Regions from separate parts of the Mus musculus genome. Here all the other regions are linked to region 2. The links are chromatin contacts, called in public HiCAR-type, HiChIP or PLAC-seq and promoter capture Hi-C maps. All regions are on one chromosome and are shown on one strand. The core of a region is the stretch at or near the end of the contact, and the rest is flanking DNA. Distances in the headings are between cores, read along the strand shown. Region 1 holds the start of Hint3 (histidine triad nucleotide binding protein 3). Region 2 holds the start of Soga3 (SOGA family member 3). Region 3 holds the start of Ncoa7 (nuclear receptor coactivator 7). Region 4 holds the start of Cenpw (centromere protein W). Region 5 holds the start of Trmt11 (tRNA methyltransferase 11).

Region 1 (5,859 bases), core at 2,528-5,027, 1.5 Mb before region 2:
TCACATCAGTTACTAATGTTAAAATATGACCTACAGGCCTGCCTACAGATCTTATAGAGGGATTTTCTCAACTGAGGCTCCATTCCTTGGTGGGCTGCAGTCAAGTCACAAAGTCACACCATGCATCTGATTTAAGGCATGAGTTTGGGGGGTGGGGGGTGGAGATTGAAAGTCTTGAACTGGGGACATGAGAGAGAGAGATAGACAGACAGAAAGAATGAATAAGACAGAGGTGTAAGGGGAGGTGCCGATACTAAGGTCTATTTCCCTAATTGGTTGTTGATTTGTTAATAAAGAAGACCAGGAGCCATTTGCTGGGTGAAAGGTACAAGTGGGACTTCCGAGTCCCAAGAAGAAAGGCATATGAGGGAAGAGAGGGGCTTTTCAGCTATGCCTTGGAGGAAAAGGGACACTGAAATCATGTAAGGCCTTGGGACAGCTGGTCCCTGCTATGGGAGGGTAGCCAAGGATGTGGAGGAGAGATGGGGATAATTAATTGATGAGGGCATGCCTTTTTAGGCAGGAGATTCTGTGTGTGACCAGAAACTGTCACAAAAGGCAAGCTGAAAAGTGACAAACTGTATTTTTTATGCTCAGATGCAATGGTGGGGCTGGTAATGCAACCCATCCTGGGACAAGGGTCATGGGAGTGGGCTGGTGGTGCAGTCTACTCCCTGAGCAAGGAGGGTAGAGAGTGAGAGATGCCAAGTCAGTGCTGGCAGCCTGGCAGAAGCCAGAAGGAACAAAGGGAGCCAGGAGGGGTCAGAGCCCCATCGCAGCTCCTGGGCAAAGGCAGTATTGTGTTTCTAAAACTACCGGCAACACAGAGGGAATGAGAGAGGGGGAGAGAGAGGTGTGGCCAGGGCTTTATATGTGCCATACCTAGTGGAAGTGGGTGATGGCATAAACTACTGTGGCTGAATCACTTAAAGGCAGGTTGACAAAGCAACTAATTTACAATACCCTCTTCTCCAATGATTCTAGGCTGTGTTAAAATGACATAAAACTAGACAGCACATATACCGTTCCTTTATATAAATACCAGAAACAGCTGGCCTGCTATGTATGCAAACAAGACCAAGACATTTATTTATTTATTTCAAGACAGAGTCTAACTATGCAGCTCTGGCTGCCCTGGAACTCACTTTGTAGACCAGGCTGGCCTCAAACTCACACAGACCCATCTGTCTCTACCTCCCAAGTGTTGGGAATAAAGGCATGTACCACTAAGCCTGTAGGGTATTTTTAAAATTAGTGATTGATGTGGGAGAGTGCAGCCCACTGCAGGAAGGTGATCTATAAGTTTCTATAAGAAAGCAGGCTGAGCAAGCCATGTGGAGCAAGCCAGTAAGCAGCACTTCTCCATGGCCTCTGCATCAGCTCCTGTCTCCAGGTTCCTGTTGGGTTCTTGTCCTGACTTCCTTAGATAATGAACAGTAATGGTGGAAAAAAAAAACCAATAAACCCTTTCTTCCCAAAGTTACTTTGTTCATGGTGACTCATTGCAGCAGTGGTGAGCATAACTAGGAGTGTATTTATATAAAGGAAACCTTTTTGGTCTAAGACATTAAGCGTTTTAGAACTCTTACAACGATAAACAGCCTATACCCATCAGCTCAGTTGATATAGCATCTCAAAGTAACATGCCCAGAACAGGATGCCTGATCTTCCCTGACCATCCCACATCTGTTAGTCCCACAGTTTTTCACCTTGGTAAATGGCAGCTTCAGCCTTCCAGTTATTAGACCAAAAATTCTTATTGTAGTCCTTGACTACTATAGAGTAGCAGAGTTACTGCTGGTACATATATGAACAGGAACAAAAGATAATTTCTGTAGAGACTGCACTCATTGGAGATGAAGGAGTAAAAATAAATATATACCCTAAGTTAAATGCATAGGGTTAACATATATGTAGCATGCTACTATATAATTTTAAGTATGTGGGAAAGGACTTGCAATAGAAAAAAAATAGAGAAAGCTAAAGAGGAAGGAAGGGGCTAGACCACGGTTGCAAGGTTAGTCAGAGTTGGCCTTACTGAGGAAGAAACATTTTGTCAAGGAAGAGAGAACTGAAAAACTTTTGCCCTATAATAACTGTGTGCAAACATCTATCCCAAGACAACACCCATATGGAAGCATACAGACAGGGCCCTAAATGCTTAATTCACAATATCAGGCTCTGGTGTTTGTTATAGCCATCCCCACCTGCCCCCATACAAGGCTCCTGACCCTTACCACTCATAGCCTTTACTAAAAAAGCACTTCTGTTTGTGACTGTGCAACTCTCATAACTCAAAAGTGTTTTCCCGTGGGATCTGAAAATCATTCTTTTATTCATCAGACTGTTGTGAAATGTCTATGGGAACATTTCCACTATGATAGCACCAAGAATAAAGGATGAAACTCCTGTCCTTACCAAAGCCAAAGTCAACTCAAAAGCTTTCAATATCAAACAAGCAGTTATGAAAGGCATCTACAGATCACCCCCCCCCCCACCATGGCCCAAGAGGCAGCCCAAGTACTCAAGTACCTACATGGATAAAGACATACAGCTACTGTGTGTGTGCATGCATACACACACCATAAAAAAGCAGCGTGATATGAAAGTGTAAGAACAGACATGGAACATGATAATATTTAAATGTGTCAAAGTCAAATTTTCTGCTTCTGAGTCCTGCCTCAAACTTGTGATGATCTGAGAAGCTATTGTCATGATTGCACACCATATGGTTAACTACAAAGGGAATTAAATGCAACGTGAATGTGCATGTACTCTTACTTAACTTACGTTACTGTTTCAGATTACAAGATAATTCACTTAAAATCACTACTGAGTTTAAAGTCACACTAAGTGTTATTATGGGTTCTAGAACTAGACATTTATTTGAATTTTATCATTTGGGTAAGTGGTAAGAAAATAAGTCTGAATCTGTCTCTTTCTGTAGACCTGTAATAAAATAATCAACCTTGGGAGTTTTCACAATTAGAGAAACAGAGTATTTGGTGCTCAGCAAATGCCATGTATTGTAAAAAGGTGAGATCACATCATACTTAAGAACTGATACTTTTCCGCGCATGATTGTTCCCAAAGGGTTTCTCTCCCTCTCTTTCCTAAATAGCCGGGAATACAAGAGAAAATTGTTACAATGAATCAGGTGACCTGGCAGGGAATTTCTCAATTACTACCTTTTCTCTCCATATGACATATGTGTGATAGGAGACCCTTTCGATTTACATTGTACTATAAACAAAAGCAAACATGTAGAGACCAATTTGGCCGGGTTTGTTTGTTTGGTTTGGTTTCAGATCCTAAAATTACTGTGGCTGAACAAGTAAGTACACAGGAAACTCGGAAATTTCACTTTGCCAAACAAGGCTCTCTATACGTTTGACTCATCCTCTCATACCCTTAAAAGAATCGAATTTCTATACTCTTTTTCTTTTGTAACGGGAGTGTAATACACTATAGGGACGTGAAAGCAATATCCTTTACACTTTAGATGAATGTTACCAACCCCTGGATAGGTCTTCCCGTCAGAAAACGCCTTTGAGCAGTGGGCTCCTGCGGCTGCGCTGCTTTCGTCATCACGGAGCGCCGGGCTTGCCCTCTGATCGTCGCCCTTTTAGAGGCCGAGCTATCTGGTGTGTCCCATACCCAGAGTCTGGCCCTGCGCGTGCGCAGACTCCGTGTCACTAGGCGGGCCACCCTAGGGCGGCGATTCCAGGTGCATCCGCCCGAGGCGGGCCTTGCGCACCTCAGCTGATCCTGACGTCGCCTTTCGGCCGCCATGGCTGAGAAGCAAGCGGGCTTGGTCGGAGAGCCGGATCCCGAGGGGTCCTCGCCTGGGACCTCGGAGTCCTGGAACTATGACAGCAACTGCGTGTTCTGCCGCGTGGCGGCGGGTCAGGAACCCAAAACTGAACTCTTTCACTGTGAGGTGGGCGGCGACAGGCCGGGTGGGTGGGGACCAGGCATCCAATCCCTGCTCGCAGGCTTCTGTCTCTGCAGACGAACTAAACAGTGACTGACTTCTGTCAGGGACCCAGAGGTCTCCAGTGTTGCCTTTGCTGTTCAGTAGGGAGAGATAGCAGTGATAGAGCCCAGCATTCTCGCCTCCCTCGCATGCATTTGCAACACAGCAGCATCCTGTGTCTTTACTTTTATTTTAGGGAGTCTTCCTCTTCTCTAGATAGTAATTTTAAAATTATGTATTCTTCCAGTATCGTTAGAGAGCGTACAACTTGCTGAAAACAGGTCTTGGACGTGGTGAAGAAGTGTGAATTTGACTGAAATGGGCTGGAATGGGGTTTCAGGACTGGGTCTGAAGTCGAACTGATACTTACAGTTAATAGCTTGTAAGAATCTTCCTTATCTACCGTGAGAGCCTCATGAACTACTCCCCTTTTCGTTACAAGATCTCGACAGGGTTCAAACCTGTGCAGATCAAGTGTAGTTAATCATACTTGCTGCGAGATCGGGAGAGCAACAGTCATGTCATGCCTGGAAATTCCAGAAAACTCTCCCTTTCCCCTGGGTCTAACATTTTTACATCTCATCATCCTTCATAAAGAGTTAATCTTTTGAGAGAGATTTATCATCTTGCATTTAAAATTCTTATTACACATATATTCATTGTAAACACAGGAAATGATTGCACTTATATAAGTTGTTGATATATAATTATACAAATAAGAGCAGAGGAAATTATTTGTTTTGGTATAATCAGGGTTGCCAGCATCATGAAGAATTTGTTTGAGGAATCTTTCCAACAAAAGTCAGAGATGATTCTTTGCCTCACAGATCTCTGTATGGTTTTCTTACTGTATTTTTAGAATTCATTTAAGCAAAGGGCATATCACATATTCTTAGCAGGGGGCTTACCAGTACCAAGGGCAGTGTCTTACTCTTTGTGTATGAGTCTCATGGCATTGATACGAATTATTTTTAAGGGGCTCTTAGAAATAGCTGAGTGGTAGTGGTACATGCCTTTAATTCCAGCACTCAGAAAGGCAGAGGCAGAAAGATCTCTCTGTTGGAGGCCAACCTGGTCAATGCAGTGAATTCAAGGACAGCTAAGGCTATGCAGAGAAATCCCTTGAAAAACAAAACAAAAACAAACAAACAAACAAACCAAACAAAAACAGAAAGAAAGAAAGAAAGAAAGCTAGCTAGCTCTTAGAATCGAAAAATGAAACAATGTTTGAGAACCCACAGAAGTGTTGCTATGCCTGAATTCATACTTAGCAATATTAGCTGATTTAATTGCTCTTTTGCTAATTAAAATTGTTAACACCTTAGATACCATGGCTTTAAGATGCTCTTTCAAATGGACTTGCTTGTTTTAGATATAAGGGGACAGTTACTGGGAAGAAATTATTGTAGCTATATAAAAATTAACTTTTGAGAATTATTTGTTAGGAAATATTGGAGGAACTGTTGAAGCAGGTCCTAGAATAGTCTATAAAAATTACAACTGGAACAGCATAGTAGAACATTACACAGGGTAGCTTTTTCTGTTTTGTGCTTTAAAAAAAAAGACTAGCCTAGAAATAATTTCATAGCAGTAGTAATTCTTTACATTCCTTTTAATAGGCATTCAGTGCTTTATTTTATAGTTTTACCAACATTGTTTCTGAGTTAGAGACAATTGGCTTCTCTTCAGTATTTTGCTCTGGGAAGTCATACTGTAAAGAAGCCTGGTGGTGGTGACACATACCTTTCATCCCAGCATTTGGGAGACAGGGACAGGAAGATTTCTGAGTTTGAGGCCAACAAGCTCCAGGATAGTCAGAGCTACACAAAGAAACCTTGTTTTGAAAACCCCAAAAGGAAAGAAAAAAGAAAAACTGGCCAGAG
Region 2 (5,536 bases), core at 875-3,374:
GGGGTATTAAATTAGTATTCCTAATTGTCAGTTAAAGAAATAAGGCTATAATGTAAGATCCTAGAGAAGATTTTCCCTGGATAAATGACACTTTTCCCACTCATCCCCAGCCCTTAATGTTGTCTTCAGAGAATTTTAGCCAACTTTCTTTAGAATGGAACACACACACACACACACACACACACACACTGTAAAGAATGAATATGAATCAACCCCAAGCTCAAGAAAAAGCTGCTATTAAGAATTAGTTATAAGATTCAGTCATTGACAACCCAAAAGAGATTATTTTAGCAGCTTAAAAATACTTGTTGAAAAATTTGATGAACAGCTTTATCTACAGGCTGCGAAGTTTTTAATGGCGAATTTGTCCTCGCTTCTTCCTGTTCTGCACTTAAGGTGGACTGAGTTGCAAGTACAACATAGAAAACAGTTTTATTCTGAACCATCTCCTTAGATAGTATATAATAGACTGAGTAGAAGTTTTAAAATGCCCACTAGAGAAATAGCAGAGTGGTTAATTACATTGGCTGCTCTTTCAGAGGACACAGGGTCTGCTCCAAGCACTCAGGTGACATCTCTAAGCTCTCTGTAACTTCAGTTTCAGGGAACCTGATACACTCTTCTGTCATCCCTGGGCACCAGACCCATATGTGGTACACAAATATGCATGCAGGCAAAACACCCATATGCATAAAATAAAACCTAAATTTAAAAATGTTAAAATGCTCAGACATTCCTATGGAGCCAAATTCTGAAACAGAACCATGGAACACTATTTAACCAAAAGGCTGTTTGTCTTCCTTTAGGGCGGTAAGATACATTGTGTTAGCTTTCCAGTATAAACATACCATTTTAATCCAGAGGACAGAAAAGACCTGTGGATTTTCCTTGCTAGTGGTTCAGACAGCTAGTTCATTTGGCCCCTTTCCAAGAACCTCATTTACCTTTACTGGTAAAGCAGAGGAAGGTCACACACACACACACACACACACACACACACACACACACGCACACACACGCACGCGCGCACACACACACACACACACACACACACAGAGAGAGAGAGAGAGAGAGAGGGAGAGAGAGAGAGAGAGAGGGAGGGAGAGAGAGAGAGAGAGAGGGAGAGAGAGAGAGAGCTTTTAGGAGACATGGTTTCCCATTATTACTCTTATTGTCTGTTGTAAGTATCTCAATTGAGGATGTAATCATTTGTCCTTTCATAACGGAAAGGCACCCAAAACTCCTCCACCTTCCTTTCTCCCTCTGTAATCTCTTTTCAACTCCCTTTGTAATACAAAAATAAACAATGATTACTTCAGAAGGAAAACCAAAGTTACCCTCTGCTAAAAAGTCTGGCCTACTTTACCGTGGGTCAGACTAAAGTGGGCCACCCAGCTTAATTGTACTGACAATGCAATGTTATATTTAACCAAGTAGAACCACGCGGGAACTCAGAAAGTCACCAGCTGAAGCCTCACCCGCCCAGACTATAACCTCAACGAAAGCTTGGGTTTCATTAATTAGTTCCACAATCTAAGGAACCTAGTGTCTGTCACTTGTTCCCTGACAAAGTAATAAGGTAATGTATCTCACAGTTTCTCCAGTGGCAATATCCATCCAAGCAATGATAGTAAGGACCAAATCAACCCTTTTCATCTCAAATCCTATCTGTCCCAGGACCCACCCCGTTTCTCTTCGTGTCTTTAGAAATCCAGAAGATCTCACTTCTCTGCAGTGGCTTTTGCTTCCAGGAAGCCGGAGACCTCCGACTTTATTTTTCTACCTTTCAGAGAAAGTTCAACTTCCCAGCTTCCGTAGTGTTATAGGCGAATTTCTTCTGGGCGCGCTTGCTTGCACGGGATCCACACCCACTCTGTTTCTCCGAACAAAGGCGACAACCACAAAGACTTAGAGCTCTGGGAGTTGACTCCTAGCCGGCGGTGCTTGGCTGGCTGGGCTGCAAATGCAGCAGGCAATACCCGGGGTGCCAAGCAGTGCCAGACTCTTCCCCAGGAAGTGCAGCGGTATTCATGAGCTGACCTCACCGGACTGGGCTGGAAAGAGGGCGGGATTGAAGGGAAGACAGGAGAGAAGTAACCGGAGTGGTTGCTTAAAGAAGAAAGAGAAGGATGGGGAACCAGGGTAGCGGGTGGGAGGCAGAAAGACAAAAAGGCAAGAGCCACGCCCGAGATGCAGAATTATTCAGCCTGGCTCATCAAATTCCTCTCTCCATTTCCATTTCCTGTATTTGGCAGAAGACTCCAAGACCGCTTAAAATCGGATGCCTTGGCTTCCTGCAAAGCTTTGTCTCAGGTCCGATCAATCTCCATCAATTATTTACTTGAGCTCTTTTCCTTGGGAAGCCGGTTGGAGCATCCTGCACCCTCAGCCTGACCCAGCGGAGTCTCTAGACGCAGCTCTTAGAGGCGCTGGCGCGCGCTTCCGGTACTTCTCTTTGTTCACTCACTTTAATGCTCAGTCAGTCTCTCCATGCGCGGCTCCTTCCCCACCCCCAGCTCGGGCGGAGTCCTGGGATGGCTTTTCCGCGAATAGACAATGCTCGTCAGACCCGCTGTCCCACAGACAAAGGGTTCTTGAGGAGATAAGGAGAAATGACTAATTTAGGGCAAACTGAATAAATATGTGCTTCCAGGGATGTTTTAAGTGCATCTCAGTAGCACTGGGCACCATATTTTCCCCTCTCCTCGCTAAAGGCCAATTTCTTCAGTGAAAACAAACTGGTAATTTCTGAGATCCATTTTTTTTTTTACTGTTGTGCACGTGAGTAATAGTAGTCAGAACAAATGTATCAATAAAGAATCGTCTGATCTGACAATGAATTAAGAAAAATGCGTTTCCAGTTTACATTTATCCATATTGATTCACAGTAATAATACTCCTAATGTTTGAGGGGAATTTTGTTCTTTTTCCTTCCAATTTTATTTCAGGAGAGTAGGCTCGAGTGACTTACTTTAACCCATAGAAATCCCCTTGTAAGTTTGCAGGTCAGAATATATAAACCTGTTTTTAAAGGAAAAATTTGAGACATTAAACTTCTCTTACTTTATTGTGGTGATTTTGTAAGGACAAAGACTTAGATATTCTTCAACAGTTTCTAGCCTAGCGTTAATTTTAGAGCGAGACTTCATTTTAAACTAAATCCTGTCTTAAAAGTGAAATGGCTATTTGGAGTAAATTGCACAGAAGTAGCGAAATGAGAGCATATTTAAGCCCAGGTAATGTATACCCCCAGTGACATCGCTTATGTTATCACAAGGAAATAATTTAGGCTGTCAAACTGTTGCTATGGAGTGGTTTGTGGCCAGCACTGTCCAAGGTGCTGGGGATACAAAGAAAGTAGAGAAATCATCTCTGTGCTGAGAAGGCTCAAACATACTGGCAACAGTTGAGGTAACGGAGATATTGTTCTTATTCTTGAATACGTGGAAAGCCAGAATAGTGAATCCTGTGATATCTATGATAGGACTTGCATCGTTGATTAGAATAACAAAATGAAGTCACAATGTCACAAGCTATTTTGAGTTTGTGTTCAACAGTTCCTCATTATGTACCACAATGTAAGTTGCAGTACTCTGTGTGTGTGTGTGTGTGTGTATGTATGTGTGTGCGCACACGCACACTTCTTTCCTTTTGATGCAGGTCTTTGTATGTAGCAAGGGGTAACCTGGAGCCCAGGATGGATGATCTCAAATGCATCTGCGTCCTGAATACAAGAATTGAAGTTGTGGAGCACCACACACAACTATCTAAATTGCAATATTTTTAAAAAGAATATTAAGATTCATATATCCCACTCAATGAAAATTAATAAAATGCATAAAATATCTCTTAGGCCAATCTTTATAAATAAAGCATTCTTACACAAGTAATCTAGAAGCATAAAAACAGTTCTGCTTGCCTAAGAACTTGCTTAGACATATCCATTTCAGTGTTTATTTCCATGCAAACAGTATCTTTTATTCTATGAACATCTAATAAAATCAAGAATGCTTACATCAGAGTTCATATGCCCAAAAGGGTAGTTTTCTACCTTAGGATTGTGCAGTCTCAGTGCTATAAGCCATTGCAATATGGGATGAATGGAAACAATGCTGTCAAGCCTTTAAACTAAAGGTTTTTAATTAGAGTCGTGTTTTGGTTATCCCATTATTTACTGGTTAAAAATTACACTTCTGCATGGGGCTGGAGAAATTTTGAGTTCTTAAGTTCAGTTGCTGCTCTCACAGAACAGCTTATGACTTGCTACAAAACCAGTTTCAGGGGACGTGACAGGCTCTTTTGATGGCATTACATACACCTGGCACCCATATATGGACACACATAAAATAAGAATAAGAAAACATTTGAAAAATATGTACTTTCTATTAAGCAAACACCAAAGATGAGTTTGCAGATTTCTTCATAGTCCAGAAAGGCTTTGGAATTATTTTTGCTGTTTCAGAAATAGGTTACCAACTGACCTTTTATTGTTTACTTGTAATAATGAATCATCTTTTCTTCTTTTATTGGATATTTTATTTATTTACATTTTAAATACTATCTCCTTTCCCAGTTTCACCTCCTGAAAGACCCTATCCCATCCCCCCACCCCGTGTTCCTCCACCCACCCACCCATTCCCACCTCCCTATCCTGGCATTCTCCTTCATGGGGCATTAAGCCTTCACAGGACCAAGGGACTCTCCTTCCATTGATGTTCGACAAGGCCATACTTTGCTACACATGTGGCTGGAGCCATGGGTCCCTCCATGTGTGTATTCTTCGGTTGGTGGTTTAGTCCCTGGGAACCCGGGGGAGGGAGGTCTTGGTTGGTTGGTATTGTTGCTCTTCCTATAAGCTACAAACCCCTTCAGCTTCTTCATTTCTTTCTCTAACTCCTCCATTGGGGACCCTATGCTTCAATCCAATGGTTGGCTGTGAGCTTCTCTCTCTGTATTTGTCAGGCAGAGCCTCTCAGGAGACAGCCATATCTGGCTCCTGTTAACAAGCACTTCTTGGCATCCACAATTGTGTCTGGGTTTGGTATCTATTTATGGGATGGATCCCCTATGGGGGCAGTCTCTGGATGGCCTTTCCTTCAGTCTCTGCTCCACACTTTGTCTCCATATTTCCTCCCATGAGTACTTTGTTTCTCCTTCTAAGAGGGACTGGAGCATCCACACTTTGATCTTCCTTCTTCTTGAACTTCTTGTGGTCTGTGAATTGTATCTTGGGTATTCCCATTTGGACTAATATCCACTTATCAGTGAGTGCATACCATGTGTGTTCTTTTGTGATTGGGCTACCTCACTCAGGATGATATTTTCTAATTCCCCCCATTTGCCTAAGAATCTCATGAATTCATTGTTTTTTAATAGCTGAGTAGTATTCCATTGTGTAAATGCACCACTTTTTTATTTTATTTTTGGATCCTGAATCATCTTTTCTATAACACAGCAAAATAATGGACCTACAGTCCACGGAACAACCCAACATTTTCAACTTTGAAATTCTTAAATACATAGCTAAAATGTGAAT
Region 3 (5,981 bases), core at 3,027-5,526, 1.7 Mb before region 2:
GGTTCCCATGGCCTCTGGAATGTTGCTATATGCAGAGTACTTTGTTACTTTCTGGCCAAATATAATACAATTCAGAACAAAATATATTTTGTACTTTATAAAGCAACCTAGGGAAGGTTAAAATATCTTCTATTCTTTAAATGTTCTCTTTTGTACTTTTACCAAGGAGTAGCACATTGTAACTTTTTTGTTTTTATCAATTTATTTCAAAACATATTCATCATATGAGTATCATTCTATCATTATTAATAACTGTATGGTATTGCTTCTAATAGCTTGTTCTTTCCAAAGTAGAACAACAAATAACCTTGAGCCAAGTGATTAGTTTTTTTTATTAATTTTCTCACAAGGGAGCCAATTTCTGATCTGTAGATTTCATTCAAGTACTGCATTGAAGCACAAAAGACACCAAGGTGAACAAATAGGACTGCCAATTTTAAGGATTTGTGTATGTGTGTATGTGTGTGTGTGTATGTATGCATACATTTAAGTATGTGTTATGTAACCACATATGTGCTGGTGCCTACAGAGGTCAGAAGAAGACGTTAGGTTCCCTCAAGCTGGAGTTTCAGGCAGTTGTGAGCCAGTAGATCTGAATGCTGAGAACCGAACTCAGGTGTTTTGAAGGAAGTGTTCTTAGCTGCTGTACCATCTCTCCAGCCCTTGATTGCCAATGTCATAGCTTAACTCGAGGTGACAGTTGAAGTAACCAAGAAATTTCAGTAAACAAAGAAATGTATCAGATATTTTCATACACATTTATTTCATAGATTCAAACCTATCTTTTATAATGTAAGCATATAGATAAGACTATAAAATGATACAGTACACTGGAAACTAATTTGATAGTTTCTTATGAAATTGAGAAGACATTAATCATATAACCAAGCACATGGACCCTTAAAATCTTAATGTCTCTGGATCCTCAGTGTTGGGATCACAGGTATATGGCACATCATCTGGTTTCTTTCATGTTTTCTCAAAATCAAGACGGTATCTTAGTGAGCCAATAGGCTAGTGGTTCTAAACTTTCCTAACACTGCGCCTTTTAATACAGTTCTTCATGTGGTAACCCCCAACCGTAAAATTATGTCATTGCTATTTCATAACTATTTTTCTACTGTTATGAATCATAATGTAAATATCTGAGTTTTCCAATGGTCATAGGTGACCCTGTGAACAAGTCATTTTGGACTCCCAAGGGGTCACAACTCACAGGTTGAAAAACACTACACGTGAGGAATGATCCCAGCTTGTGAAAATGAGCTGCTGCCTTCGACCTTGTTAATTATCTCTTTGGATATTTGTAGAGGTTCATTAACCTCTTTAGATGTAGTTGCCATCAGTGTCACTGACAGCCTGTGTCAACCAGCCCAAGTCCAAGGATGAGAGAACATGTATTTCTCTCTGAGCTAGACATAGAAGGATAGTTCTAAATACCATCACTCCAAGAGTAAACTTTCTAAGTGGTAGTAACCTCAGCTTTTCATACACTGCACAAATTTCAACTCAAACACCTTTGCACAGAAATATACATCACTGTCAATATTTCAGTGAGCCTAATTAATTCCCCATTTCTCTCTCTCTCTCTCTCTCTCTCTCTCTCTCTCTCTCTCTCTCTCTCTCTCTCTGTGTGTGTGTGTGTGTGTGTGTGTTTGTGTGTGTGTGTAGGGCAGAGGAGGACTTCTGGTATGTTCCTCTATTATGATCCATCTTATTTTTTGAGACCCCCTAGCTTTTCTGTGAGCACTGCGGAGTTGATGCAGGCTGTGTAGCAAGCACTTTGCCAACTGAGCCACATTCCCAGATTCCTAAGTTCACTACTTAATCAGGGACCCTTATCAGCAAATGGTTAAGAGCCATATTTAACTATATTCTTGAAATTCTAGTTCCATGACACATGGCCAATATTGCGTTTTAAAACAAACACTAGCCATATTCTTCAGGGCAGAATTATCTCTAGACAGACAGGTAAGAATGATACTATTTGCATATTGTCATTGATGCTCCCTGCCTCTCTATTTATGTAAAAGTCTCTATATAAAGATTATTTGCCACAGAAGAAAGAGCATGTCTAGTGCACTTAAACTGCTGCACCCTAATTTCTCCCCTTTATCAGAGGAAAAACCACTTTTCTTCATGTTTTCCACAGGCTTCAAGCCCCAACAGTTCATCACTTTCCACTAGCCAAGTACAGTGAGAGGTGCTATGGAGATCGTTTTATTTTAATCAATTACTTTTACTAATTAGAGATAGGATTTTGCTATGTAGCACAGGCTGGCTTGAGACTGACAATCCTCCTGTTTCTGCCTTCCTAAACATTGGCATTACAGAAATGGACTATAGTGTCCAGTTCAGGGATACAAGTTTTGAAAAGAAAACTTTTGTCACCCTAACACATGCTATTATAATAATAGCTGACTTCTATTGATTACACATTCTACATGATACATACTGTTCATGAATTACTTCATTCCCTGTATCTACCCTATGAAGATGGTGCTGCGATCATCCACCTTTGAAGATAAAAGCATCAGTTAGAAATGTATCCAAGGCCAGCACATGCTGAAGCTGTAGTCCAAAGGCAATCTGTGAATTCTTAAGGATTATCATGCTCTTATGTATATATTCTAATAGTATTTGATCTAGCTGCACCCAAATTACCTCCAATTCTTTCTGTATATCTTTCCTACCCATTGAAATCTGGCAAGCATTCCAGAAGAATTCCCTGTAATAAGGAAATGTTGGGTCCTGTGTTGTCCAAAAGGCAATCACAAGCTTTATTTGTCTTTTTAGAACTTATATGTATAACTAACAGACTGGAAGTCGTAACAATTGTATTTCATTAAGTTTGAATGAACACATTTGACTGATGGGTACTATTCTGGATAAGAGGGATGTAGACGATGCTAATTCCGATTTCTGTGTGAAGACAAGACTCAGATGAATCAGTCAATACTCAGAAGAATCAGTCAATACTCAGTCACAAAAAAGAATGACCAAAGAATCTTTAAATTAGAAGCACCCCCAATCCCAACCATTTGAGTACAACTCCCCATTCTATTCAGACTTTCACTTTAGTGACAAACTATCCTTAGCATGTGATCCATCATGTACTTCCAGGGGAGATAATGAAGACAGTGTCATTGTTTGGCATTGCATTGGAAAACTTGGGGAACACTCTATCAGCAAGTCACCACTTTGAACACATACTCAGTTATACTTTTGCCTAAGAGAAAAGAAATCAAGGCCTATTTTATTTCTCGTCAGAACCTTGGGTTCATAGGCACAAAAGGGTGCTGACCGAGTTAAAGGGTGGGAACAGTACCTGCAGCAGAGCCTGCACTCAAGGTTGATACCAAAAGGGGTGTAAAGAACACAGAAAGAAGTGTCTCCTACTCAAAGCATAAACATGCAAACCCGATGTCAGAATTTACAGATGGTCAGTGCAAAACCAGGAAGTGATTCCATATTTGCATGACCATGTAACATCATCTGCTGCTGAAATCTCAGAGTCATGGCTGCTAAGGGCTTTGCTCCACCCTCCAGAGAGACTGGCAGTACCAAGAAGCAGCAGCAACCTGGGGAAGCCTCTATGTACTGTGTGTGTTGATGGCTTAGGACACACCTGTCACACACACACTTTTTTCTTCCTGTATTTAAGAGTGATCTTCACGATCAGATCCTCCGAGTCATCTTGCAGTTATAGCCACTGGACTGTAAAGGGAACAGCGTCCAATACAGGTTGGAAGCTCACAGAAACAGGGCCCTGGGCTCATACAAAAAAAAAAAGAAAAAACAAAAAAACCTTCCCACTCAGCTGCTCTCCAGCCCCAGCCAAGAGCCAGCTGAACTGCCCGTTGCTACATCGCATTGCCTTGGCTATAAGGTTTACAATTGGGCAGCTTATAGGATGTTGTACCGGGGACAGAAGAAGACAGTGGGCCTCTTTGCCAAAGGCAATGCTGGAAATGACAGAGGATGAATTTATGGTTGCCCCTAGTCCTAGAGCTGGAAGGTGAAGTAAAAGGACTTTAAGGCTCCAGCAAGGGCTCTAACTCCACATGTGCCCATAAGCGCTAACTTCCCTCCAAGATCCAGACAGGAGCCAGCTAAAAGGGATAAGATTAGGGGCCAGGTAAGCAGACCGTACTCGGTTCACTGACTGCCTGACCATCACAGCGTCACAAATGGCCGGGGCCTGCGGAGGCCGCGCGCGCAGCTCTCCGGGGCGGAGCCGCTGGGCCCAGGGTTCGGGGGCCCGAGCCACCTCGAGGCTGTCCAGCCTGCGGCTCCGAGGTCGCACGGGGCAGGCAAGATGTCGCAGCTGCAGCCCGCATCGCTAAGGCGGTCGGCTGAGCTCCCGGGTCCCAGCCGCAGCAGACGAGTGCAGCGCGCGCCCCGGGTCGGGCGGAGCTAGAGGCGGGCGCCGGGCTGGCGTCGCGCCACCGCAGCTCCCCGCCTTCCGCCCAGCTCGCGCCCGGCGCCCTGACCGTGGGTGCTGCTGCAGGTACCTGGGCGAGGCCTCGAGCACCCCGGCGGCGGCTGCTCGGGCCAGATCGGCACTCCGGAGCCCTTCAGGAGCGCACCCCGCAGCGCCTGACGCCTCCCTTAGCTCCTCCTCGGCGGGCGATCCCCTCCCCGGCCCTCCCCCTCCTCCCACCCCGGAGGATGCGCTTCCCAGCGCCCAGCGGCAGAGGCCACGGCTCCCAGAAATGCGTGCTCCCGAACCACTTCGCCCAGACCCGCGGAGCCCGCGCCCCCGCCCAGTAGGTAGGTCGCCGAGGCGGGGCCAGGCCTTGAAGGCTACCGGCTGCTGATGCTGCGGCCAGGAAGAACCGGAGCCTCCCTCCTGGGCTGCCGAGGTGTACTAATGGCGCTGGGCGCAGCCCCCGGGGGACCCGAAACGCTCTGCTTGGAACGTTCGAGGCCGAGCCGGGGCGCAGGGCCACTGGACCCTCCTCGCTAACAATCAGGGGACCCTCGGTTGGGGGCTGGGAGAGCTTGGAAGGATAGGTTGGCGCGGAGCTTCTTTGAAAGGAGACCGTTGCCTTTTTCTCGAGCTCAAGTAGATTGTGTCATTGCATTTTTAAAAAACAGGATCAGCAAATGCGTTCTTCCTGTTCTTTTTGCTAAAATGTAGACGACCACGGTTGTTGTTTTAGAGGTATTTAGGGGTGGTTATGAATTTTTGTGTAATTTACAGCTAGCCGAGTGGTATATAAAGTCAGTGGTGCAAACACTTTAACATTTTGGGTGTCAGTTTAAGGAAAGTCTTTCTAGAAATCAGATTACCTAGGTAGGTGATGGATGAGGCTGGCGTGTTCTCGTAGGATAAAGCTGACTGGAGCCAATGGGTTTGAGAGCTGCAAGTTTGATACAGGTGTCGGGAGTTGAGACTCTGAAAGATGCGCCAGCAGAGGCAGTCTTGTCTCCGGCCTCGCCTTCAACTCTGAGCTGACCCTTGCTTTTCTGAGAATCTGGTTGAGTCTTTTTTTCCTGTTCTTGAAATAAAAGTAATACATTAGGGCTTTTAATAAAATTGTTTCCTCTCAGGCTGCCGTTTTGGATTTTACGTTAAGCAATAAGGTTTAGAATTTTGAAAAAATTGTTATTGTAAGCTCCAATTTTATAAGCACTATTTCAGATTAAAGATTTTGGCTAACTGAATCAATATAAATACTAAGAGGACAGAATCACCATCATTACCAGGTCCTCTTCCCCCTGCTACTCCTCGACCACCCCCCCCTTCTCTTCCCATTCTCTAATTCCCCAATGTTGAATGCCTTATAGCTGTTTGTTGGTTATTTGTTGAATGAATGAAATTGTATTTCAAGATACACATTGTATATAACCCAACCATTTAAAATTATAGTATAAGATTGTTGTTGTTGTTGCTAGTGCAATTAACTGTATTTTAAATAATTGCTTCTTTCTATAAACAGGCTAACTTGGTTATTTTTCATTGACATTTCCGGCGT
Region 4 (6,140 bases), core at 3,181-5,680, 1.1 Mb before region 2:
TCAGGTGGTACGGCTTGTGAAGGAATGAAGGGAACATGGAGAGAAACTGAGGCTTAGCACTGTGAGAGGCCAGGCAAAGGATTTGAGGCTTGGCACCCTGAAGAGAGCCTACGAGAGGCTATTGGTGAAGCCTAGTTGGAGTGGAACACCCCAGTGTATTGGAGATGTCAGTACCATGGGATGATCACCAAGAACAGCAGCCGTAGTGGAGTGGATCAACCTGAGCATAGAGTGCTACAGAGGATAGAGATGGGAAAGTGATGCCAACCCTTAGGAGGAATCCAAAAGATCAAGTGGAATCCCAGACACTGAAAGGAGAAGCTGTAACACTGAAATTGCCTTGGAGACTCAAAGATGTTAAAGATGCCAGAGCCATGGGATACATGCTAAGGAAAGCTGCTAACAGGGAGTGGAACCAGCCCAGGAGAAAGCAGTTTGTTGCAGTCAACAAAGATGAAAAAGGAGTGGAGATATGAAGACTGCTTTACCATCAGCCATGGAGATGCAGAGTTTGGAGTTTGCCCAGCTGGTTTCCTGCCTTGCTTTGGGGATTACAGTTAATTAAGTTGAATGAATCTCAGAAGAAACCTTGAACTTTTGACTTTTAACATTGTTGTGACTGCTATAGACTATGAGGACTTTGAAAGTTGGACTAAATGCATTTTGCATTATGCTATGTTGAAGTATGGCCCCCATAGACTCATGTTTTTGAACAAGTCTATGGGGACCAGGGAGTGGATTGTGATGGTTTGTATATCCTTGGACCAGGGAGTGGCACCATCTGAAGGTGTGGCCTTGTTGAAATAGGTGTGACCTGGTTGGAATGGGTGTGTCATTGTGGGTGTGGGTATAAGATCCTCACCCTAGTTGCCTGGAAGTCAGTCTTCCACTAGCAGCCTTTGGATGAAGACATAGAACTCTCAGCTCCTCCTGTGCCATGCCTGCCTGGATACTGCCATGCTCCCACCTTGATGATAATGGACTGAACCTCTGAACCTGTAAGTCAGCCCCAATTAAATGTTGTTTTTTACAAGAAAAAAAAAAAGAACTTCAAGTCTCTGAAGAAAGAAATTGAAGAAGACTCAGAAGATGGAAAGATCTCCCACTCTCATAGATTGGCAGGATTAATATAGTAAAAATGGCTATATCAATGCAATCCCCATCAAAATTCCAACTCAATTCTTTACTGAGTTAGAAAGGGCAATTTGCAAATTCATCTGGAGTAATAAAAACCTAGGATAGCAAAAAACTATTCTCAACAATAGAAGAACCTCTGTTGGAAACACCATGCTTGACCTTAAGCTATAGTACAAAGCAATTGTGATAAAAACTGCATAGTACTGATACATCAAGAGACAGGTAGATCAATGGAATAGAATTGAAGACCCAGAAATGAACCCACAATGTCACTTGATCTTTGACAAGGTAGCTAAATCCATCCAGTGGAAAATGACAGCATTTTCAACAAATGGTGCTGGCACAACTGGTGGTTATCATGTAGAAGAATGTGAATTGATCCAATTCTTATCTCCTCGTACAAATTTCAAGTCTAAGTGGATCAAAGAACTCCACATAAAACCAGAGACACTGGAATTTATAGAGGAGAAAGTGGGAAAATGCCTCAAAGGTATGGGCACTGAGGAAACATTCCTAAACAGAATACCAATGGCTTGTGCTGTAAGACCAAGAATTGACAAATGGGACCTCATGAAATTGCAAAGTTTCTGAAAGGCAAAAAAGACACCGTCAATAAGACAAAAAGGCCACCAACAGATTGGGAAAGGATTTTTACCTATCCTAAATCTGACAGGGGACTAATATCCAATATATACAAAGAGCTCAAGAAGCTGGACTCCAGAAATTCAAATTACCCAATTAAAAAATGGGGTACAGAGCTAAACAAAGAATTTTCAAGTGAGGAAAACCAAAGGGTTGAGAAGCACATGAAATAGAATGTTCAACATTTTTAACCATCAGGGAAATGCAAATCAAAACAACCTTGATATTCCACCTCACTCCAGTCAGAATGTCTAAGATCAAAAGTTCAGGTGACAGCAGATGCTGGCAAGGATGTGGAGAAAGAGGAACACTCCTCCATTGTTGGTGGGATTGCAAGCTTGTACAACCACTCTGGAAATCAGTCTGGCAGTTCCTCAAAAAATTGGACATAGTACTACCAGAGGATCCAGCAGTACCTCTCCTGGGCATATACCCAGAAGATGTTCCAACTTGTAATAAGGACACATGCTCCACTATGTTCATAGCAGCCTTATTTATAATAGCCAGAAGCTGGAAAGAGCCCAGATGTCCCTCAACAGAGCAATGGGTACAGAAAATGTGGTACATTTTCACAATGGAGTACTACTCAGCTATTAAAAACAATGAAATTATGAAATTCTTGGGCAAATGGATGTATTTGGAGGATGTCATCCTGAGTGAGGTAACCCAATCACAAAAGAAGTCACTTGATATGCACTCACTGATAAGTGGATATTAGCCCAGAAACTTAGAATACCCAAGATGCAATCTGCAAAATACAAGAAAATCAAGAAGGAAGACCAACGTGTGGATACTTAATACCTCCTTAGAATAGGGAACAAAATACCCATGGAAGGAGTTACAGAGACAAAATTTGGAGCTAAGACGAAACGATGGACCATCCAGAGACTACCCCACCTGGGGATCCATCCCATAATCAGCCACTAAACCCAGACACCATTGCATATGCCTGCAAGATTTTGCTGACATGACCCTGATATAGCTGTCTCCTGTGAGGCTGTGCCAGTGCCTGGCAATTACAGAAGTGGATGCTCACAGTCATCTATAAGATGGGACACAGGACCCCCAATGGAGGAGCTAGAGAATGCACCCAAGGACCTGAAGGGGTCTGCAACGTTATAGGTGGAACAACAATATGAACGAATAAGTATCCCCAGAGCTCGTGTCTCTAGCTGCATATGTAGCAGAAGATGGCCTAGTTGGCCATCACTGGAAAGAGAGGCCCCTTGGTCTTGCAAACTTTATATGCCCCAGTACAGGGGAATGCCAGGGCCAAGAAGTGGAAATGGGTGAGTAGGGAAGCAGGGCAGAGGGAAGGTATAGGGAACTTTAGGGATAGCATTTGAAATGTAAATAAAGAAAATATCTAATAAAAAAAGGCAAAAAAAAAAAAAAAGAGAACATTTTTGATAGAATGAATGTCCTAGGAATCTGACAGAAGAAGTCAAGAAAGACCTAAAATGATGTGTTCATGGGGAAAATGACTGTGGTTTTGACCTGGAGATTTAAATGCAAGCGCCAGCAACATTTATGTCTTTCCTGTCTGATGAGCCTCTGAAACTTTGAAGAATTATAAACTTCTTGATAAAATCTTTTAATAGGATCAATTTCTTCCATATCTCTTAATACCATTTAATTGGCACACAGGTATTTAGCTGGGGATGCAGTGTACACACAAGAACAGACATTGCATTTTGTAGGCTTATTTTTTTTGACACCACAGTATTTTAAAGACAATATCTGAATTGGCTTGCAGTAGCCTCATTACTATATGAATGAAAATAAATATAAGATTATATGGCAAAAAAGAATATATAATATTGCTTCTGCTTTTGTGATTTTTATTGAATGCTTAGGTGCTCAAATGTGTGCTTCTGCCTCTAAATGCTTTCTTGTGGTTTTTCCTTGGCTCTTTTTCTTCTGTTTTTTTTCCCTCTTGTGATTGTTTTTGCTTTGTTATTTTATTTTATTACTATTTGTTAGATCCCGTTTTGTTTTCTGAGGAGAGACTGAAAGGGTATTGATGTGAATAGGAACAGAAATTCGGAGCATTTTGGAGCTGGTAGGAGAGGGGAAATTGCAATCAGAATACAGCTTATGAAAAAGAAATCTATTTTCAATAAAAGAAAAAGAAAGTATATTTGAAAGCTATAGGGAAATTAAGGGAGGGAACAATGAAGGGAGAGCATTTGTGAGGAAAATCTGGTGTAAGAAAAAAAGAATCTCATGCAAAGCCAAATGCAATAATATAAAAATATACATTGCTTATTGGTAATATCAAAAAATCGGGCCTAAGTTCCTAATAAAACACAAACTTCTTTCATTTACTTTCTTATTCATTAGAATCCAGTTGCTATATGGATAGCTTGGTGAGCACAGAAGGGTTTTACTGGGCTTATTGACTATTTTCACAATTTCTCATCCTTTGTATGGAACCAAGAGTCGAACTACAGCACCATAGAAAACTACAGACAAAAACAGCAAAGCAAGCCTTAGAGACCTTGAAGCAGTGGGTTCGCAGGACACACCCTTTTCCTGAGGAGTCCATCCTCCAGCCTGCGCTTCCGGTGCTGCGGTGGGTGTGGTTTTCAGTGACGTCACAGCCGTGCGCCGTCCGGCGGCCAATTCAAATCGACCACTCGGCGGTGTGGGGAGGCAAGTGGCGTGTCAGTCTGTGGTGAGCGGCCCTGACGTGCGACGGGCCGCGAGGATGGCGCCCTCCACCACAGTCACTAGGCGGGTAAAGCGCAAGGCGCCCCGCGCCTTCCTCAAGCGCACCTTAAAGCAGAAGAAGCCTCACCTAGGTCTGGGGAGGTGCTGCGACCTCCTGGTAAGTCCTGCTCTCTCCGCCTTCAGGCCCGCCGGCCACGACCGGCCGCGGAGCGCCCTGCCCCGGGGGACCGCGGAAGGAGGACGCGGAGCCCGTTCAAAACTCCCGCGGGAAGGCCCCGCACCCCCCCTTATTGCTTCCAGGGCCAGCCGTTAAGGAGACTGCCTGGCTCTGGGATTAGTTTAATTGATCCGGGTATGGAAGGTAAACCGGCTAGAAACAGATTTGGGCCCCTGCCTGCCTCCCCAGCTCCTGTATGTTCTTACCGAACCCATTTCTCTATGGCCGCTGCACTAGGTCCCCTACTAAAGTGATCGTGTAGATGTGGCGTCAAGTCTTTAAAACTTTCAAGACTCGTTTTTCAGACTCGTGTTTACCTGAAATATAGTGCTTTCCACTAATTAATTGGCCCAAAAATAAATAACAATGTTACAGCCTGAAAGTAAAATCAGTTTGTTTTCTGCCCTTTTTTTTGGGGGGGGGGGTGTTGTTTTGTTTTACTTTGGTTTCGTTTTGTTTTTTTTTCAAGACAGGGTTTGTCTGTGTAGCCCTGGTTACCCTGGAACTTGATGTGTAGACAAGGCTGGCTTCGAACTCAAAGATCGGCCTACCTCTGCCACCACCACTAACACTCTCAGTATGTTGATTTTCAAGGCAGAGTTTCTCTGTACCTGCCCGGGGAAGTCCTGGAATTCAGTTTGTAGACTAGGCTGGAACTCACAGAGACACCCCGGCCCCCAACCTTCATCCCTGCCTTTGCCTCCCAAGTGCCTGACAAGGGATGCAGAGCTCTTAACCACTGAGCCATCTCCAGATACTGGTTTTCTTGACTACTACAAAATTATCTACATTCTCTCTCTCTCTCTCTCTCTCTCTCTCTCTCTCTCTCTCTCTCTCTCTCTCTCTCTCTCTCTCCATTGCTGTTTTTTTCCACATCCCTGACTCCTTAGTGGTTGAGATAGCGTAAGTGAGCTGGGATTTCCGTGGAATACACTTTTGATAGTTTCTTCTGTTTTCCCTGGAGTCTAACAGAGAACAAAACCCACCTGATGAGGAATATCCAGGAGCTCACTAGCTGATTCAAGGGATTGTCAGGCCTTTCTCAAGTAGCTTAGTTTCCATTTTCTGTCCTGAAGTGACCCGTGGCTGTATGGACTCCGGTGGAGTGCTCTAGGTGTCAAGCAGAGTTGAAGCCCAACACTTTGTAGTGGTAGCATAGGGAAGGTCCAGTTGTTCGGCCAGTTGTTGTTCCCAGGTGCTGGTTTCCTGTTCTGTCACTCTTGTTAAACAGCTCCTGTTTAGGCTGTTGCTCATTGACATTTCTTTGCTTACAGTGTTCTGCTCTCCATTAACTTCATAATTATACCTGATAAAGCACTCCATGCCATTCATAAAGTTTGTACTATTTAAAGCAGCACGTTTTTCTGCATGACTACCATACCAGTTAGTTGTTGAGGCGTTAATATTCTTCCCAGTGTTTCAAATTCTGATGTGATCTCCCAGTGTAGTGTGCAGCCTTATGGGATGATTG
Region 5 (5,779 bases), core at 2,360-4,859, 1.5 Mb before region 2:
CATTCAGTGATAGAGTTTTTTGGGAGTTGTTCTGGAGGTCTCATCAGACACAGTAGTGAGTGAAGAGAGGTTGAGGTGGTGAAAGCCAATTCTACAATGTGCCAATGTCTAGTAGTGTTGTGCCTGCATGCACCAAGAAAGAAGCATAAAGATCATAGAGATCCACTAAGATTTCTGGGGTTTTTTGATTGTTTGTTTTGGCATACTATTTTGCAATTTTAAGTAACACACCATTTATTGCAGTGCTGGATTATAATATCTATAGTTAAGTGTTGTGTAGTATGATTAAAATTCATTAATTTAGCAAATAATTTTTAATATTTAATGAGCAACAAACACACTGGGATCCAGGACTAAAGAAATAATACCATTCATCCTATGTTTGGTTACCGATGCTATGGGACTAAGACAAAAATAATTTATTAAATCTTAGTGTGTTATGAAGTGTGGTAATGTCCAGACGAGTGGCCAGGAGACCTCTGATAAGAATATGTAGTAGGTAGCAGATATTGAAATTCAAGGCTCAGTGTTAGGCAGACTGATGATGGGAAAGCCGAAAACCTTGAGTTCTGTTTCCACTGTTAATTCATACAAACTTCTAAATGTCAGTTTACTCACTAGAAATAGAGTAAGGGTCTGTGAGTTCTCAAAATTAGATTTATAGGTTTTACAACACTGCCTTGTGTAATAGCTTTCTGATTATTTATATAGCTGACAATTTTTTCTATAGTAGTAAAAATATGACAAACTTTGGGAAAAGTGCAATCTTTGAATGTTTTTCCGCTGTGAATTTGCAGTGATGCAATTGGTCCCATGAATGATAGTACAGGGAAGGTGGTTAAGGGGTAATTAGCCGGTTGATTCTGTTTGTATAGGTCTATACTGTCTCACAGGGGCGCAGGGATGTGTTGCTTACTGCTAGGTGAGGAAACCCTGACGGACCACCTGTGTGGGATCTCTGGACCTCTGGACAGGTGCAACAAGAAAATGAAGGAGTCTACAAAGTTGTCCTTTGACCTGCACAAATGACCTTTATGTATTGCTCTCCCCATGCCTTGTAAATGGACACATACACTGGTGATAACAAAAATAAAATATAAAATCCTTAAAAGAACATTTTTAGTGTACACTTTCTTCACTCATAAAGATAAATAATCAAATTACAATTAAAATCTATTTAGCCTTTTTGGTAGTGTCCGGTTAAGTGTTATCTATCCATGAAGGCACTTCAAAGCAAAGCTGATTAGTAATGTGACTTAGTCACTGTTGTATTGCTATGAAGAATACAATGACCAAGGCAACTTTTATTTGTGGGCTTGTGAACAGTTGTAGAGGTTTAGTTATCAGCATGATGGCATGCAGGCAGCTCTGGAGCTGTAGATGAGACATGTATCCTGATCCAAAGGCAGAAAGAGACACTGTCTGTTCTGGGCTTTTGAAAGCTCAAAGCCCACTCTTAGTGACACACTTCCTCCACTCTTCTTCATTAAGGCCACCCCTAGTTTTCCTAATCGTTTTCACACAGTTCCACTCCCTGGTGACTAAGTACTCGGACATATGAGTCTGTGGGTGTCATTCTTGTTCATGATGATACTGTTAAGATATGGTCAGGGGCTGGTGAGATGGCTCAGTGGGTAAGAGCACCCGACTGCTCTTCCGAAGGTCCAGAGTTCAAATCCCAGCAACCACATGGTGGCTCACAACCATCCGTAACGAGATCTGACTCCCTCTTCTGGAGTGTCTGAAGACAGCTACAGTGTACTTACATATAATAAATAAATCTTTAAAAAAAAAAAAAAAAGATATGGTCAGTTATAAAGTCCAGCAATAACTGCATATCTGTGTTAGTTTTCTAGTCAAGTTTCATAAATGCAAATGAAGAGAAATCCTAAACTAGGTGTTGTGCATAGGCCTATAATTTCAACTCTCAGGAGGGGGAGGGGTGAAGAGCTTGACAGTTTTAGGTCAGTCTGGAATATATGAAAACTAGTTTAAACAAAAATTAACTTAATATTTTACTGAATTTTCATTTATGTAGTCGTTTGTAAAAGTGTTCTTACATTTTTGAGTATTATTCTAACAACTAAAATAACTTACCTTTTAATTATCAGAATGATTTTTATTTTGACGGGGGGGGGGGGGGGGGAGGAGGGCGGGGTTCAAGGAGAGGGGCTCGATAGTGTTAAGGATTTGGCTCTTGTGATTATAGTAGTACTTCCTTCAGAGTCAGAACCCAGAAAGGCAGATAGATCCAACAGAAAGTCCTTGTAGCTGGTTTGTAGGTACTACACTAGAGAGTGGGAATGCTGGGAAGTCAACGTCTATCCATCTCCTTGGCCCATCTCACTGCTGGGTAAAGCTTTTCAGGTGTATCCTGTTAGGGTAGGAGTGCCCATAGCCAGGTGAGTGAGTCCTCATCGATTCTCTAGAAGGAAACCCAATAAACTCATTGCTCATTGGAGTGAACTTTGGTGATAATGTGCCTTGTTTTGTTCTTGGGATTTTGGTAGACATGGTTGCTGTTGCTTACATTGTCCTCAGTGAAAGGATTTTTAACAACACTAACAAAGGCAAATCTCTCTTTAAAAAAAAAAAGCAGAAATTCTCATTTAAAACAACAAAAAACATTTCCCAATGCTATTTATTGGTCCCATGCAATAGAGTATACGTTGAAGTTTGAATATTGTAACACCTAGTACTTATAGCTATTATCTGTAGGATGCAATACTCCAGTTCTTAAAAGAATATTGAAGCTCACAGATGTTACAAAATTCGCTGAGAGCATAGGGATAATAAATGGAACTGAGGTTTGGGTAACAAGGGTCACCACTGTCTGTGTGCTGGCTGTCTTGATCACTACCAATAAGCATCAACTATATTTCTGGCACAGGATACTTGTATATGCTGTGCATTACCAAGGTGGAACACAAAACCCAAAAATACAGGCCTCAGCAGTACAAAGGGTTCAGTACTTTGAGCAGAAATGATACTTGTCGAGCTTATGTATAGGTAGCCATGTCTCTTGCAAACTGTTATGGTATTAGGCCCATCTGAGTAATTAGGGTAACTTTCACCAATGTTTTTAATCTACCACTGGCTGTGGATTTACTGTGTGCCTGGAACAACATAGCATAATTACGGAGTGCAAGTCTGAGGAAGGCTTTTGTTTGTTTGTTTGTTTCCATACAGAGCAACCCGAGATGGGTCCTTGACAGCTCTTGAAAAATTTTTGCAAAATCACTAAAAGTACACTCAGTGTTCAAGCAGGTGAGGCTGAATCTCGAACGATTAAGAGTCTACACTTAACAGTGAAGTTTTGGTCCAGTTTTGAGCTGAAGAACAGAGGGAGGAGTCAGAAGAACACTCCAAGTGGAGTATCCCTGGGGAACTGCGCGGGATCACTGCAGCCTGCCTCTTAAAACAATGCATCTCACAAGGGGAGCGTGCTAGGGTAGCCACAGACGGTGGGAACACCAGGATCTCACTCTTGCCCTTAGCGCCCCTTCCTAGAAAGTGCCACCCGCCAGTGTTCCTTGTCGTGCTTCCGTTTCCGGCTCCGGGATGAGGCTCGGCGGAAACTTGGCTCTAGGGAGGAGGAGGAGGGGGCGGGCCCGTGGAGGCCGCGCAGGCGCACGGTAGTAGCTGCAATGGCGCTGCCGGGCTCCTTGAATCGCTATCTCTTGCTCATGGCACAGGAGCATCTGGAGTTCCGCTTACCGGTGAGCCGTCCTGGGTGCTGGGCGCAGAGGCTCGCACTCCTCACGCGCCGGCTGGGGGGGGGGGGGGTCTCTGCGGGCAGCGGCGCGCGCCTGGATTGGGGCGGGGATGAGGCCGCTGGGCGGACCATGTCCCCGGCAGCCTTTCTCCAGGACGGAGCCTTGCCATTCACCCCTCTGCACGTGCTCCTGGCGCCGCAGTTAAGCAGGTGAACCTGACCCGACGCAGAATGGAGACATCCATGGGGGCTCTCGGTGGAGTGTGAGGAGTGTCGATATAGGTTCAGGCATGATGGAAGGCTTGGGGTGGAACTTAATAAAGTTGGGGAGGGGGAAGCTTTTTTATTTACTCAAGTGACATTTTCTACAGCGCCTGAAGTCGCGTGCACCGAACGGCAAGGATGCGCTGACTGACAGCTCTGCCCTTAAAGAGCGTAATGTTTACTTAGGCTCAGGACTAGCGGACGCGAGAGCATAGCCATAACTTTGTGAAGTGCAATGATGGAGGGTTCTTAGTGGGAACCTTTAAAGTATGGGGGCCTTTTAAAAAGGGAATCTTTGTCCATTGATGAATGAAGGATGTTGCCTTTCAAGGTGGGGGTGACATATGAGCTACAGTATTAGTTACCGGGGCCAAGGAAATAAGTCCATTAGAAGTATAAACTGTTGTTCGTTGCTCGTCACCAGCTACGTAGCAGAGTGGTAAAGAGAGAGAAGTAGGCTGATGGACCAGAGAAAACAGACTTGAGGACACTATAGCTTGGAAGAGGAATTAAACAGTTTAAAAGTAAAGAGGCAGAATTAGATTGTTTTTTAATAGAAAGTAAAATGAAGGAAGGACTCGAGAGCAATAAGACTGGAGTTAATAAGAATCTGTTGGAATATTAAATGATTAAGAAACTAATCTAGTGTCAGCAGTAAGAGAACAGGATAGAGTGGCAATGTAGGAGGTGAGAACAAATCTAGATTGTGATAAGCATTTCATTTTTCTGCGTAAGAAAACCTGGAAAGGATGAGATTTCTTCAACTTCATGTTTAAAGAGTGGTGAGACACTGGAACTGGAGAGTTGGCTCACTGGTTACGAACACTGCTCTTCCAGAGGACCTGAATTTGGCGCCCAGCAGCTGTGTCAGGATACTGCCTACAGCCATTGGTAACCCCAGCTCCAGGGGTGCCTACACTTCTGGCCTCCGTTGGCACAAGGCCTCCCTTACTTTTGTGAGTGTACCCACAGGTTTTAAAAAAAAAGTGCTAGGCCAAGTACAGATGCTTGGAAGCTTGGACATTAAAGGAAAACTGGCAGGAGACATGCAACATGTCAGACATAAGGACAGAGGTTTCCTCCTCCTTACGGGGATGAGTAGGAGTGAGTGTATGTGTTTTGTGGCTAAGATGGAGGTTCTGTCCCCACCTCTTACACATCTTTTCATTCTGGGATATCCATGCAATTTATTTTCACCATTCACCCCCAATTCTTGCTAAAACCAAACACCTTCTAGTACAAGAAACAACTTGATGCATACATACCCAAAGAGAACTAGAGGTGGCATTTGTTGCTCACATCTCCCATTGTTTGTGATTTGGAGTAGGAAGTGATGGTATCACTCCCTCCTGATGGCCATGGTCATGGTGTAAAGACCTTCTGGAAGGGAGGGAAGGAGAGTGTTGGCAACCAGCATCGGGGACACTTATCTTCTTAGTTACTTCCTCATAGGGCCAATGTGGAGGGATAGAGTTCACTTGCTATATCTTATTTAAGCAATTGGTCAGTGTGACAAAGCAAGGTATTTTTACAGTCAATCTGTGTTTATCAGAACAAAGAGGTTGCCTGAAGGATGTATGCATTTGATCAAATTTCCTCATGACATGCATGTTACATTTAAAATGTTCACTCTGGGCAGGTATAGTGGTACACTCCGGTAATCCCAGCGTTTGTGAAGTGGAGGCAGGTGAATCGAGAAGTCAAGGCAGCCTTGGTTATATGACAATCTTAAAAACAAACAAAACTGGTGTTAACTCTTTCTAGTTTTATTACTACACTGAAAGGTTAGCCATGTCCTTA

The links. Promoter capture Hi-C pulls out the DNA fragments that hold promoters and counts their contacts. HiCAR-type assays count read pairs that join an accessible place to other places. HiChIP or PLAC-seq counts read pairs in DNA pulled down with a chosen protein or histone mark.
Region 1: a promoter capture Hi-C map of hippocampal neurons shows a contact between it and region 2, with 5 times the contacts expected there. The contact joins the promoter of Hint3 here to the promoter of Soga3 in region 2. A contact is called at or near these places in 7 of 39 promoter capture datasets (the 3T3-L1 cell line, cranial neural crest, frontonasal cranial neural crest and 3 more) and 3 of 115 datasets of contacts at active chromatin or transcription factors (astrocytes, embryonic forebrain and forebrain).
Region 3: a HiCAR-type map of astrocytes shows a contact between it and region 2, with 5 times the contacts expected there. The contact joins the promoter of Ncoa7 here to the promoter of Soga3 in region 2. A contact is called at or near these places in 3 of 39 promoter capture datasets (cranial neural crest, hippocampal neurons and liver) and 3 of 115 datasets of contacts at active chromatin or transcription factors (astrocytes, embryonic forebrain and forebrain).
Region 4: a promoter capture Hi-C map of neural stem cells shows a contact between it and region 2. The contact joins the promoter of Cenpw here to the promoter of Soga3 in region 2. A contact is called at or near these places in 2 of 39 promoter capture datasets (hippocampal neurons and neural stem cells).
Region 5: an H3K4me3 HiChIP or PLAC-seq map of embryonic midbrain shows a contact between it and region 2, with 5 times the contacts expected there. The contact joins the promoter of Trmt11 here to the promoter of Soga3 in region 2. A contact is called at or near these places in 3 of 39 promoter capture datasets (cranial neural crest, hippocampal neurons and liver) and 2 of 115 datasets of contacts at active chromatin or transcription factors (embryonic forebrain and embryonic midbrain).

Annotation. Positions count from the first base shown.
Region 1 is chr10:30,616,284-30,622,142 of GRCm38.p6, reverse strand. It overlaps Hint3 (histidine triad nucleotide binding protein 3), which reads left to right and starts at 3,777. Exons shown (of 5, transcript NM_025798.3): 1 at 3,777-3,940. The coding sequence starts at 3,791.
Region 2 is chr10:29,140,584-29,146,119 of GRCm38.p6, reverse strand. It overlaps Soga3 (SOGA family member 3), which reads right to left and starts at 2,124. Exons shown (of 7, transcript NM_026138.2): 1 at 1,685-2,124.
Region 3 is chr10:30,801,621-30,807,601 of GRCm38.p6, reverse strand. Ncoa7 (nuclear receptor coactivator 7) reads left to right here and starts at 4,276. Exons shown (of 16, transcript NM_172495.6): 1 at 4,276-4,773.
Region 4 is chr10:30,198,830-30,204,969 of GRCm38.p6, reverse strand. It overlaps Cenpw (centromere protein W), which reads left to right and starts at 4,430. Exons shown (of 3, transcript NM_001109747.1): 1 at 4,430-4,609. The coding sequence starts at 4,490.
Region 5 is chr10:30,598,530-30,604,308 of GRCm38.p6, reverse strand. Trmt11 (tRNA methyltransferase 11) reads left to right here and starts at 3,609. Exons shown (of 13, transcript NM_028604.3): 1 at 3,609-3,719. The coding sequence starts at 3,648. Gm20300 (predicted gene, 20300) reads left to right here. Exons shown (of 1, transcript NR_045008.1): 1 at 1-1,114. It also overlaps a transcript of Hint3 not described here.